2 separate regions of the Gossypium arboreum genome follow, and region 1 is linked to region 2. A link is a contact called in public Hi-C data. All regions are on one chromosome and are shown on one strand. Each heading gives the region's core, a stretch centred on a gene start, on an enhancer-like site or on the middle of the called end of the contact. The rest is flanking DNA. Distances are from core to core; before and after follow the strand shown.

What was found. A called contact is a pair of places that touch in the nucleus more often than the background predicts.
Region 1: a Hi-C map of leaf shows a contact between it and region 2, with 3 times the contacts expected there. The contact joins the promoter of LOC108461240 here to the promoter of LOC108464611 in region 2. A contact is called at or near these places in 2 of 5 Hi-C or Micro-C datasets (both in leaf).

What each region holds. Positions count from the first base shown.
Region 1 is chr8:132,499,094-132,504,372 of ASM2569848v2, reverse strand. It overlaps LOC108461240 (ras-related protein RABD2a-like), which reads right to left and starts at 3,381. Exons shown (of 8, transcript XM_017761010.2): 1 at 3,134-3,381; 2 at 2,248-2,320; 3 at 1,871-1,918; 4 at 1,726-1,773; 5 at 1,388-1,459; 6 at 1,097-1,252; 7 at 880-983; 8 at 1-257. The coding sequence starts at 3,147. The coding sequence ends at 161. LOC108461988 reads left to right here and starts at 4,376. Exons shown (of 5, transcript XM_017761998.2): 1 at 4,376-4,855; 2 at 5,055-5,172; 3 at 5,249-5,279. The coding sequence starts at 5,085.
Region 2 is chr8:132,233,449-132,239,051 of ASM2569848v2, reverse strand. It overlaps LOC108464611 (nitrate regulatory gene2 protein), which reads right to left and starts at 2,769. Exons shown (of 4, transcript XM_017764976.2): 1 at 1,324-2,769; 2 at 1,032-1,216; 3 at 182-405. The coding sequence starts at 2,584.

The sequences.
Region 1 (5,279 bases), core at 2,132-4,631, 260 kb before region 2:
AATTATATCCTCTACTTCTGAGGTTTTGTTCATATGAAATAAGTTTGGAACACTGATGAGGTTAAGAAAACACTTAAATCTTACACACCGTGCTGCAACTGGCAGCAGCGCACTGCAGAAGAAATAGAGAGAGCTTCCTGCTAATTCATCATTCCATTTTTTAGGAAGAGCAGCAGCCACCCTTTTGGGCAACAGGCTGTCCTCGGATTTGTACCGTTGGAGGCTTTGCATTGTTCATGGCTGGTTGGCTTGCCATTCTGCATTTAGAGACAATTTTAAAGAGCAATTAAAAAGAGCTAAAAGTAACCAACGATCAGTAGGAACCAAGACTTTGCGGTTAAATTTCAGAGAACCGAGTTCATAGATCTATACTTTCTTGTATAAGAGTGAACAATAAAACAAAACAGCCTAGAAATGCCATTCAACTGCACATGGCTCTACAGACCACAATGAATTTTTACTCTAATTGTATTATTATTCAAATAACTGATATTACTAGACTTTGAAATTGACCGAGATGGGTTAGTTTTAAGTCAACTCAACTTGGATTTTAAAATTTTCAGTATCATTTCATGTTCAGGTCAGTTTTTGAGTTCAGGTTATTTCGGTTTCAGGTCATTTTAGTTCTAAGTCATTTCGAGTTTTGCCATTCGAGTTCAAATAGTTTTGGGTTATTTATTTAGGTTATTCAAGTTTGGATCATTTTGGATTTGACTTATTTCGGGCTCAAGTTAAATGGGTTCAAGTTGTTGACTTTTTATTATCAACTTAGGTTGGATCAAGTTTAAATTTGAGTTAATTATTCCGAGTTTTCAAGTTCATTCAAAATTGACAGGTGCAGATATTACTAAAACTATTTAGGAAAAAGAATACAGCTACCTGTCCTTGATGGAAGCTGCCATGGCCATGAAAGCCTGTTCCACATTAGTTGAATCTTTTGCACTAGTTTCCATAAAAGGTATGCCAACTTCATCTGCAAGTGCCTGAAAAAAGAAAAGTAGCAATATGGAGAAAGGGATGGAGCAATGGATATGCAGTATAACACCAAAAATTACAATTTGGTAATCAGGCAGCTCTTCTTAAAAATAGCAAGTACCTTGCCTGTTTCGTATGACACAACTTTATTCGCTGTAAGATCACACTTGTTTCCAACCAGTATTTTGTTAACATTATCACTAGCATAGCGATCAATTTCACTCAGCCATTGCCTAACGTTATTGAAGCTTTCTTGGTCTGTCACATCATAAACAATCTAATACAGGAGCAAACAGCAAAAGGGAAATGAAAAGAAGGAATAAGAAAAAGTTTAAGAGAAGCATACATAAGAATTGGAAAAACCAAAAAAGGAACCGCAATGAGAAAAGCTAGAAAGGAAAAGAACACTCACTATTATGCCATGGGCCCCACGATAGTAGCTGCTAGTGATTGTCCTAAATCTTTCTTGTCCAGCAGTGTCCCACTGTACATTGAATCAAAAGCAAATTAACTAGTTAATCATCAAGAAGCTTTAATGCCAAGTATGCCAAGTGTCAAAGGATTATGAGCAATTTTCTGGGACTAAATTAATAAAATGGGAATATACAAATGGAAAAAAAAAAAAAAAAACAGCCAATGAAGAGGAGCAGATGAGGAGACAACTCATTCTACAAGGAATATTACCTTGATGACCTAGGATAGAAAATATTCAAAGAAATGAAATTAAATAAAAAACATGAAAAAACATACAATTTGAAGTTTAATGGTCTTCCCATCCTGCTCCACAGTGCGTATTTTCTACCAAAAAAAGAAAGCAAGAAGACAAGAAATTAGAATAATTGCCATAAATTTTGGCACTTAAAAGTCAAACTAACACTAAGGACTGTGTACTCACAAAATCAACCCCAATGGTGCTTATGTAACTTTCTACATATGAATCATCCTGCATTAAATAAATTACATAATGATCAGTTTCAAGATTTAGTCCCGCATAACCATCTGAAAATATCTGGAGACTTGATATTTCCAATATAAAAAATATATATAATTCAGCTACCAAAATTGTCCTCCATCGAAGTACAAATTTTATTCTCACTATGCATTATATAAGCAATGGAACATTTAAATCAATTATTACTCATTAGTACAATCCATAACATCAAAAGCGAATATAAATATAAAGGTGCTCATACAAATATCTTGAATGTGCAACAGAACTCTAAAAAGTAAAGAGATTTAATCTCAAATGCCAATTTAAGTCAAGAAACTTACAGCAAATCTCAAAAGAAGGCAAGATTTTCCAACACCTGAATCTCCAATAAGAAGTAGCTTGAAAAGATAGTCACTGCAAAAGTGTGCAACCACAGATAATATTAACATACTTCTCAATGATGTAAGAACATGATATCTCTAATTATACCACGCACAACAAAAAGTTGATTTCCATAAACGATGCAAAACAGACAACACAAAGAGACTATTTCAGAAACCAAAACTAAAGTTGATATTGTCAGCAATAAAAACTCAGAACACCAAATTATTTACCAAAGGTCAACCCTAACAATTCCGCGTCATTGACAGTTGAATTCTTAATTTTGTTGGTGCCTCAATATAAAATTCATTTCAATTCCATTCAAGTTAGAGCAGGTGAGCATATGTTTGCTACATCACCCTTGAAAAGTTCAATCAATGGACGCTTTTTCGAGTTAGATTTGCTTCTTCATCACAAATAATCGATTTGGCAAAGACATCGGAACTTACAGTATATCTTAATACTATTTAGAATCCAGTTCAAACCAAAATCCATTTAATTTTTTCTTATACCATATAGATACTACAAAGGAAGGGCGTGAATAATTGAAGAACGCATCAAAGCTCGCATCTTTTCCTCTTTTTTTTCACTAAATCCCAGAGAGAAACCCCAGTTGGAAATAAGACAACTTTAGAAACAAATACAGACGAGAAAAGAAAATCCCAATTCCATCAACAGATCTAAGAGCAAAACCTAGCGACTTTCAACACCGAGAATTATAGTTTCTTACAAAAATTTCGAGCGTCATCGCACCACCAAGAAGAAAAATAACGTCACGAAATAATAAAACAGCGCAAAAAAAAAAGTTAAAAATACTACTAAAATAAAAATAAAGAGAGAACTTACTATTCGGGATTCATGGTAGGCTGAAGAAAATAGAAAGATCGAAGGGTGAGATCGTCGAACTCGAAATGAAATTTCCGGCTATAGATCACAAAGATCTGACGCCGTTTCGCCGGAAAAATTCGGCTGAAGTAAGGACAAGAAGAAGAAGAAAGATAAAAGGGGGCAAAAGCAGAGATGAGAAGACACGCAAACGCAAGCGGGTGGAAGCCTGAAGCCTGAAGCCTGAAGCAGGGAGAGTATATTTAAAATTGAAGTAAACGGCAATTCTTCGTTTGGTTCTAAGGAACTCTTTGGATCTGGGTCTGGAGTCGATTGAACTGGGCCATTGACGTTTACTCAAGAAACAAACAATAATGGATCTGATCAAGTTCCAGTGTTTGTTTTTGGGGCTGGGCTTTGTGGCTCACTTCATTACTGTTTAAGAAAAATGCAACGGTGGATTTGAATTTCTTTTTCGTTTTTAAAGGTCAAAAATTATAAATAAATAAATTTCCTTTGCAATTTATTTCTCCAAACAAAAAATCATCAAGGACTAGTTTTTTATTTTCTTTTTTCTTTAATTTTTTCTAAAATATTATTTTATTATTTTATTTTATTTATTGTCACATAACACACAAAATTAAAGAATCTAAGGAGTGATTTCACTCAGTACTCTCATAACCCAAACTTCCCAATTGCACAAAATTATTCTTTGAAAAGTCCTTGCAATTGATTGAAAACCCCAAGAATAATTCTCAGTAAAAAAAATAATTTACTGAAAATTCAATGATTTTGAGAAACATAGGTTCAGATTATGGAGTAAACTTATCGATTTAGGATTTAGTAATCTCTTGATTGTAGGCTCACTTTTATACTCTTTTTCCATTTTTAGTCTTTAAAAAATTGATTGAAAACTCAATTTAATGTCATTTTTCATCAATTTACAATGTTTAGGGTGGGTTTGGATGGGCGGTGCATTTAACTACGGTTAGTGTAAAAACATTGGTGGTGGTGATATTAGATACTATAACGATACTGTAACGTGTGACAAAAAATAAGTTAAATGCACTGCACCATACCCTACCGCCTATGTAAACCCACCCATAATTGGCACAAAATTCTTACCTTCCATTATGATGATATATGCCACCAAAAATACTAACGCATTATCAATTTCCTTATTGTTATTCTCAATTAATTGTTATTATTAATTATTTATTATAAAAACTCAATTGTAATGGTCACTGATATTGAGGGTACAAATTTGGCAAAGATTGAATCATGTTGGCCATTGGCATATGCCTCTTTAAGTGTCAATACAAGGATAATGCTAACGCTTCGTTTGGTTCAATGTAATGGCAAAACTATTACAAGATGGTTCCAATTTCTATAGTAAAACAGAGGTTTGGTTCATTGGAATGCTTAGAACACCGAATGGCGATTACAACTTCATTCCGAAAATTATTGAATAGCCATTCAGAGGAGGAGGTGCCGAATTGGCTATTCTAGCCTCTCCACCAAATGACCTTATTTTCCCTTTCGAAAACACCCTCAGATTGAAATTTCTCAATGATTTCACCTTTTTTTTTTCTTTAGCCATCAACAATCTCACGCTCAAATCAACCTGAAAGGAAGCAAATCAACCTGAAGGCCAAAGACCCACACTTCGTTTACCGCTCCTGAGCGGTTCCAACCTATCACTGGAATTGCCTGGTGCTCAGTAAGGCTCTGCTTGTTTTTATGGTAATTTTTTTTTCTTTCTATTGAATAGAGAAGTAAATCAATGGCTTATAGTCATATTCATTCAAGAAGTTATCCATTATCTACATGGTCCAAAAACAAGGTTGATAAATTGAAACTTTCAGGTCTCATTTTCCTTTTCCAGGTTGCCATATTATTTTACTGAACATTTGTAATTGAAAAAGGTTGAACTTTTTTCTAGGTTTAAACGAAGTAGCATTTTCATTAGGTCATGGGCTTTCAATTTGCAGAACTCCCTATGTTAAATGTTCACAAAAGCTGGGTGAACAATCACTGGGCATTTCCAGAGTTGTTGATAAGTGGGTGTCTTTTAAAAGATTGAATTCAATTTATCAAAATCTTGAATTAGAAGCCCAAAGTTACTAAATTTTTTAGGGTGCAGGAAACCAGTGAAAAAGGTTGGAAA
Region 2 (5,603 bases), core at 1,520-4,019:
TAACACTGGTACTTAGATTGGTATTTCATGACCCGTTTAACGTTCCCAAGAGAGTGTTAGAGAATACTTAATGGTCCGTGGATGCATATAGTTGCATTGCATCATTAACATTTCAAAAGAATGGCCTTTATCCATTTCAAAACAAAAAAGAGAGGAACGCAAGGAGAAGAAGAATACTAACCCATGACAGATTTCAACAAGCTGAGGAACAAGATTACTGTCTCTAAGCCCGATAATGGCAATAGAGGTGGTAGAGACAGCCTGAGATGTGACAATAATTAGTGATTGCAGCCTTGTTATCGAGGCCTTGGTCTTGTTTATCTTGGCTTCATCCTCTCCCTTGTATTCTTGATTTTGCAATGCTGACAACTTTTTCTCATGCTCAATCTTTACTCCTTCTCTAGCCTGAAATTGTTAAAAAAATTATTGTCTACATTAGCACTCATCTGAACAACATGGCTTTACCAGAATTCACCCTCCCAGGAAGCCAACACATATGAAAAGTATCAAATTATCTTTGCACCGCATGTTTCTTTCCTTATCAAGATATTTTGATACCAGAATCCTCGTATCCAACAAATTCATGAAACTACCAACAAGTATTATTCCCCTTGCATTGAATATAAAAGATAAGCAGCAAACTATCAAACTGAATAACTTATTGTGCAAGGAAATAGGTAAATTAAGTGAGAGCACCTTCGTTCTCTACCAACCAACACTAATTTAAGCAAACTTGAAGATAAGAAACGAAATATCATTCACCGATGCAGAAGAAAATATTCCCAGACAAGAAAACTTCCAGTACATTGACAATCAAGAAAAGCAGGACAGGAAACAATGCTACAATACTAACCCAAGCTTCACCTCTCCGACCCAACCCCCCTTTTTTCTTGTCTGAGATCCCTCGGTGTCTAATAATCATATTAATTTAGACTGAATTCAGAGTTGAGCCGGATTTGACCTAAGTAGTACATAAGAAAAAGTAAAAGTAAAAGAGAAAGGGAAAGGGAAAGGGAAAGCATTTATGTTACCTTAACGTCCTCGTAGAGTTTCTTCTCCCAAGCAAGGAGCCGGTCCAAAGTAGAGCAAAGGCTCTTTGAACCGCCCGGTTCATTGAGGGCAGTCGCGTCAAGTCGGTATTTCACCGCCAACGGCGGCTTTGAAGTCCAGCTTGAGCTCAGGTTACTGAATATGCTACTTGAATGATATACTGTCTCTGTAAATTTAAAAATGAGTAAAATAAATTATAAATTTAAGTAAACAAGATGACATCAATTTGAACTGCAACTAAAATAAGCTTAAATTTCCATATCCGAGGCTTACTTTTCAACTGCCTGAAACTTTTATCTAGCTGAGCTCTACTGATCTCAAGCATCTCGGAAACTTGATCTCCGGCGGCGGCAGCCTTATCGAAATTCTCTTTGATCGCATCGACGATCTCTTTCAAATCCTTATGCCTGACAACCATCGTCATATCCATCATAGCGCCCGTTCCATAACCGCCCGCAGACAATCTTGCATCCTCCGACTTATCATCCATTTTATTGCCTGCGGCTGCTCCGTACATCTGCTGCCGTGGCTGCGGTTCTACCGGCGGAGGAGTCTGACGAAGATGATGCAACTTCTCCGACTCCCCTCTCCTCGAAGACCGGAAACTGTCGCGGGTCCCGATCTCGGATCTGGATGCCACGTCATCATATCCCTCTTCATCCGATGAACTCGTTGTAGTAAAACGATCATGATCATGGTCCCCCCATTCGCTGCAATGCACTTCTTCCCTTTCCGTTTCCTCGTCAAAATTACTCTTGGCATTACCGGAACTGATGTTGTAACGGTGGTTCAGCTTTTGTGGACGGAAGAAATCATATTCTGATTTTTCCGTTTCGGTATCTTCCGTATCTTCAGGGTAGTTAGAATCTAAATGATGAGGTTGCTTTCGTTGTTGTACTTTTTGGTCAAAGAATTCGGAGTCTGGTGGTGAGGGAGGGTAAAAATTTTCCCAGTTCCAAACGGAAGAAGCTTGGGAAGGAGTGGCTGAGTACGTGGAATTAGCTGGATAAGCTGTAGGGAAAAAGTGGTTGGAAAACCCAGATTTCGAGCTTCGAGGAGAAGAAGAAAGGCTCGATTCGGACAAAATGTGAGGGAGTTTCGGGGGTATCTTACGTGGCCGACGACGATTGGGTGCGGGTACCGGAGATGAGACACTAGAACCGGAGAGTATGTGAGGGAGTTTCGAGCTAGCTATAGTCGGAGAAGGGGAAGGGGAAGGAAAGAAAGGAGGAGGGGGAGGGTGCAGGGAAGGGGAGGGAGATGGAGGGACACGTAGAGTGGTGGGATTAGCTGGTGGAGGAGATGGGTTGGGAGGGTGGAGAAGAACGGCAGGGGTTTCGTCGGAGACGGAAATAGGCTCACCGGCCGCGAAGGAGGCGAGAGCCGAGCCGGTTACACGAAGAGAGCGGCAGTAGTCGGCGTGAGCCGAGGCTAGGTGATGTCGAGCATGAACGGCTTCCTTCATCAAGCGTCGCCGGTCCTTGCACCGCCTTACGATCTCTTCATTGTCTAGCTTTGACGCCGTACAACCCATCCTAACACACTATTTGGTCAAACATGAAAAAAGAAAAAAAAAAATCAGCAAATAAATGCTGAGCAGACGGTGGCGCGTAGTGTAGCAGGGGCGCCCGGTTTAAGCTTTGTTAACAATTGAATAATGAAAGGAACTGAAGTGCAAGGTAATAATAGCTGATGGGGTATTTGAACTTTTTCCTTTTTGGTATTGTGGCGGGGTCTTCTAGGGCTTTAAAAAAATCCAAAAATTCATAAATCAAATCAAATGCTAGTATTTTGGTGGGATAAAAATTGAGTAAATTTTTGAAAAAGAGCCCTTTTAAAAAAAAATTATTAGATTAAGTGTAGCAGCTGTTACTTAAAAAAATAATATTATATTATTTAAGAATAAATTGTAAATAGATTATGAATCTATGGCAGCAAAAAATAAAAAAAATATTGGAGACAATTAGAAGCATTTTTTTATAAATCAGTTAAAAACTTTAATCTCGTAATTTTTGAAAAAATAGTCTAATTCAATAATTTGTGTATTTTAAGAAATTGTCTAAAAATTACTATGAATAGAATTAAATTTTATTTTAATACTAGAAGTATTTTATTAAAAAATTAGAGTTGGATTGGGTGATTTTAAATGAGTGGAAGGAGGGAGATTTAGTAATTAATTATATGTAAAAATAGGTTGGTTAATTAAATAAGTTGGTGTTTGCGGTTGCAGAAGGCTGCTTTTTGTTTTCACATTGTGGGTTACAGTGGGGGCGGTGGGAAAGATAAGGGCATAATTAAAGGGTAGACATTGATTATCCACAAACAGTTAAAGAAAAGAGAGAGGATTAAAAAAATTTGTTGTTTTTTAGGGTGGGGGTGTCTTGATTATTAATAAAAAATTTGTTGCCCTTTGAGTGCAGGTTAAAGATGGATGCCGTTTTGGTCTTGGGATAACCCTAAACCTTGAGCCTAAAAGACTGCTTTGCCTAGGTCTTGTTTTTCGCACAAAGGACAATTTTTGAGATTTTTGTTTTATTTTCTTATATATATTTAATTTTTTTATAAAATGAACTCTCCCGATTAGAGTGTGCATGGGTCAGGCTACCCGGCCTGGCTTAAAAGTCCGCTCGAAAAATGGGAGGGTTCGAGTAAAAATATAGACTCGAAATACAGGTTTGGGCAAAAAAACGAGGCCTATTTAGAAAATGGGCCGGGCTCGAGTAAAATTTTTTGCCTGCCCGCCCAAATTATATACTAAATATATATATATTTTTTATTTTTAATCATATTTATATTTTATTTTTAATTTTAATATAATTAATTTTTATTATATTTTCAATTTGTGTATTGTTTTAAAAATTATTTTAATATATTTTTATTTGATTTTTGTTTTAATATTTGTTTTAAATGTATTTGATTATTTAATATGTTTTAAAAATTTTTATTTAATGAAATAAGTTAAAAAATTTAATATGGGTCGGGCCGGGCCGGGCTCGGGCTTAACAATTTTATTTGGTCGGGTTTGGACAAATTTTAGGCCCATATTTGAGTGGGCGAGCCGGGCCTAGAAAATGGGCCTAAAATTTTCAGTGAGCCCGGCCCGACCCATGCACACCTCTACTCCCGATCCTTTTAATTGCAAATTTGAATAAATTGATATCTCAAAAATAATTTTAAAAATGAGCAATTAAGATAATTAATCTCATTGTTAACATTTTTCATCAATTGTAAATGAATTTGATTGTTATGATAATAAATTTAACCCTTAAAATTTATACATTTCATCAATTTAATCCTAAATTAACAAATTTATCTTGTAATATTTATGTAAATGCATAAATGTTGAGGCGAATTTTTAAATTTTTAGAATTAATGCTAAAATTATAAAATATGTAAACATTAAACGCTAAATTTGTTAATATATTAATCAAAATTATGTACGATTAACGGAAGCCATTAACACTATGATTAATTCCTTTAGTTACTCACTTTTGAAAGACAAAGATTAAATTACTCTAAGGTTTTTGTTAGGGATTAATTTACTCAATTTGAAATTGAAAGGTACTAAAAAGTCATTTACTTATTTTTTATCTCGAGTTTTTTTTAATTTAACATATTTTTAAAACACAATGTCACATATATTATACGTAGTTGAACAAATACTATATATATTTTTGGTTTAATGTACACTTTAGTCCTTAAATTATATTAGTTTTTCGCTTTAGTTCTTAAAATTTTTTGGCCCAATTTAATCTCTAACGTTACTAGATATTCCCAGTTCAATCATTTAGACGTTAAAAAATTCAGTCACTCAATCATATGTTGCCACATGTCATACAATGGCGTCACTGTTACACCATCATCCAAAAAAAAACCTTTAAAAATACAAAAAAAAAATACAAAAAATATTTTAAAAATTAAAAAATTATTAAAATAGAAAATTTATAAATTTACAAAAAATTATAAAAATATAAAAACTTAAATTTTCTAAAAATTTTAAAAGATATATTAGAAATTTTAATATTTTTAAAATTTCATTATCATATTTATTAGAGCTTGAGCATAGGATCGTTGTCTCTTGGAAGAATATCACCCAAAATAATTGTTTTATAATTCAATCAATTGAAACTTATATTTTGTAGACCTTTTTTATGTCATAAATTTGGACAAGGTTTTTTTCAAATTATTTAAATAATAAAGAATAATTTTATTTCAAGAGACAATGATCTCATGTTCAAGTTCTAATAAACATGATTTATAAAATTTTAAAAATATTAAACTTTTAAATTTTTTAATTTTTAGTAAATCTTAAAATTTTCATATTTTATAATTTTTATAATTTTATAAGTTTTTCTATTTTCAATATTTTGTAATTTTAATATTTTTATAATTTTTAATATGTATTTTTATTTTTTATTTTTGTAATTTTATAATTTTTATTTTCTATTTCAATAGTTTTAATGTTTTTCTGTATTTTTAAATTTTAAATTTTAAATTTTTCTATTTCTTAATAATTATAATATTTTTATATTTTTAAATTTTTTTAATAATGT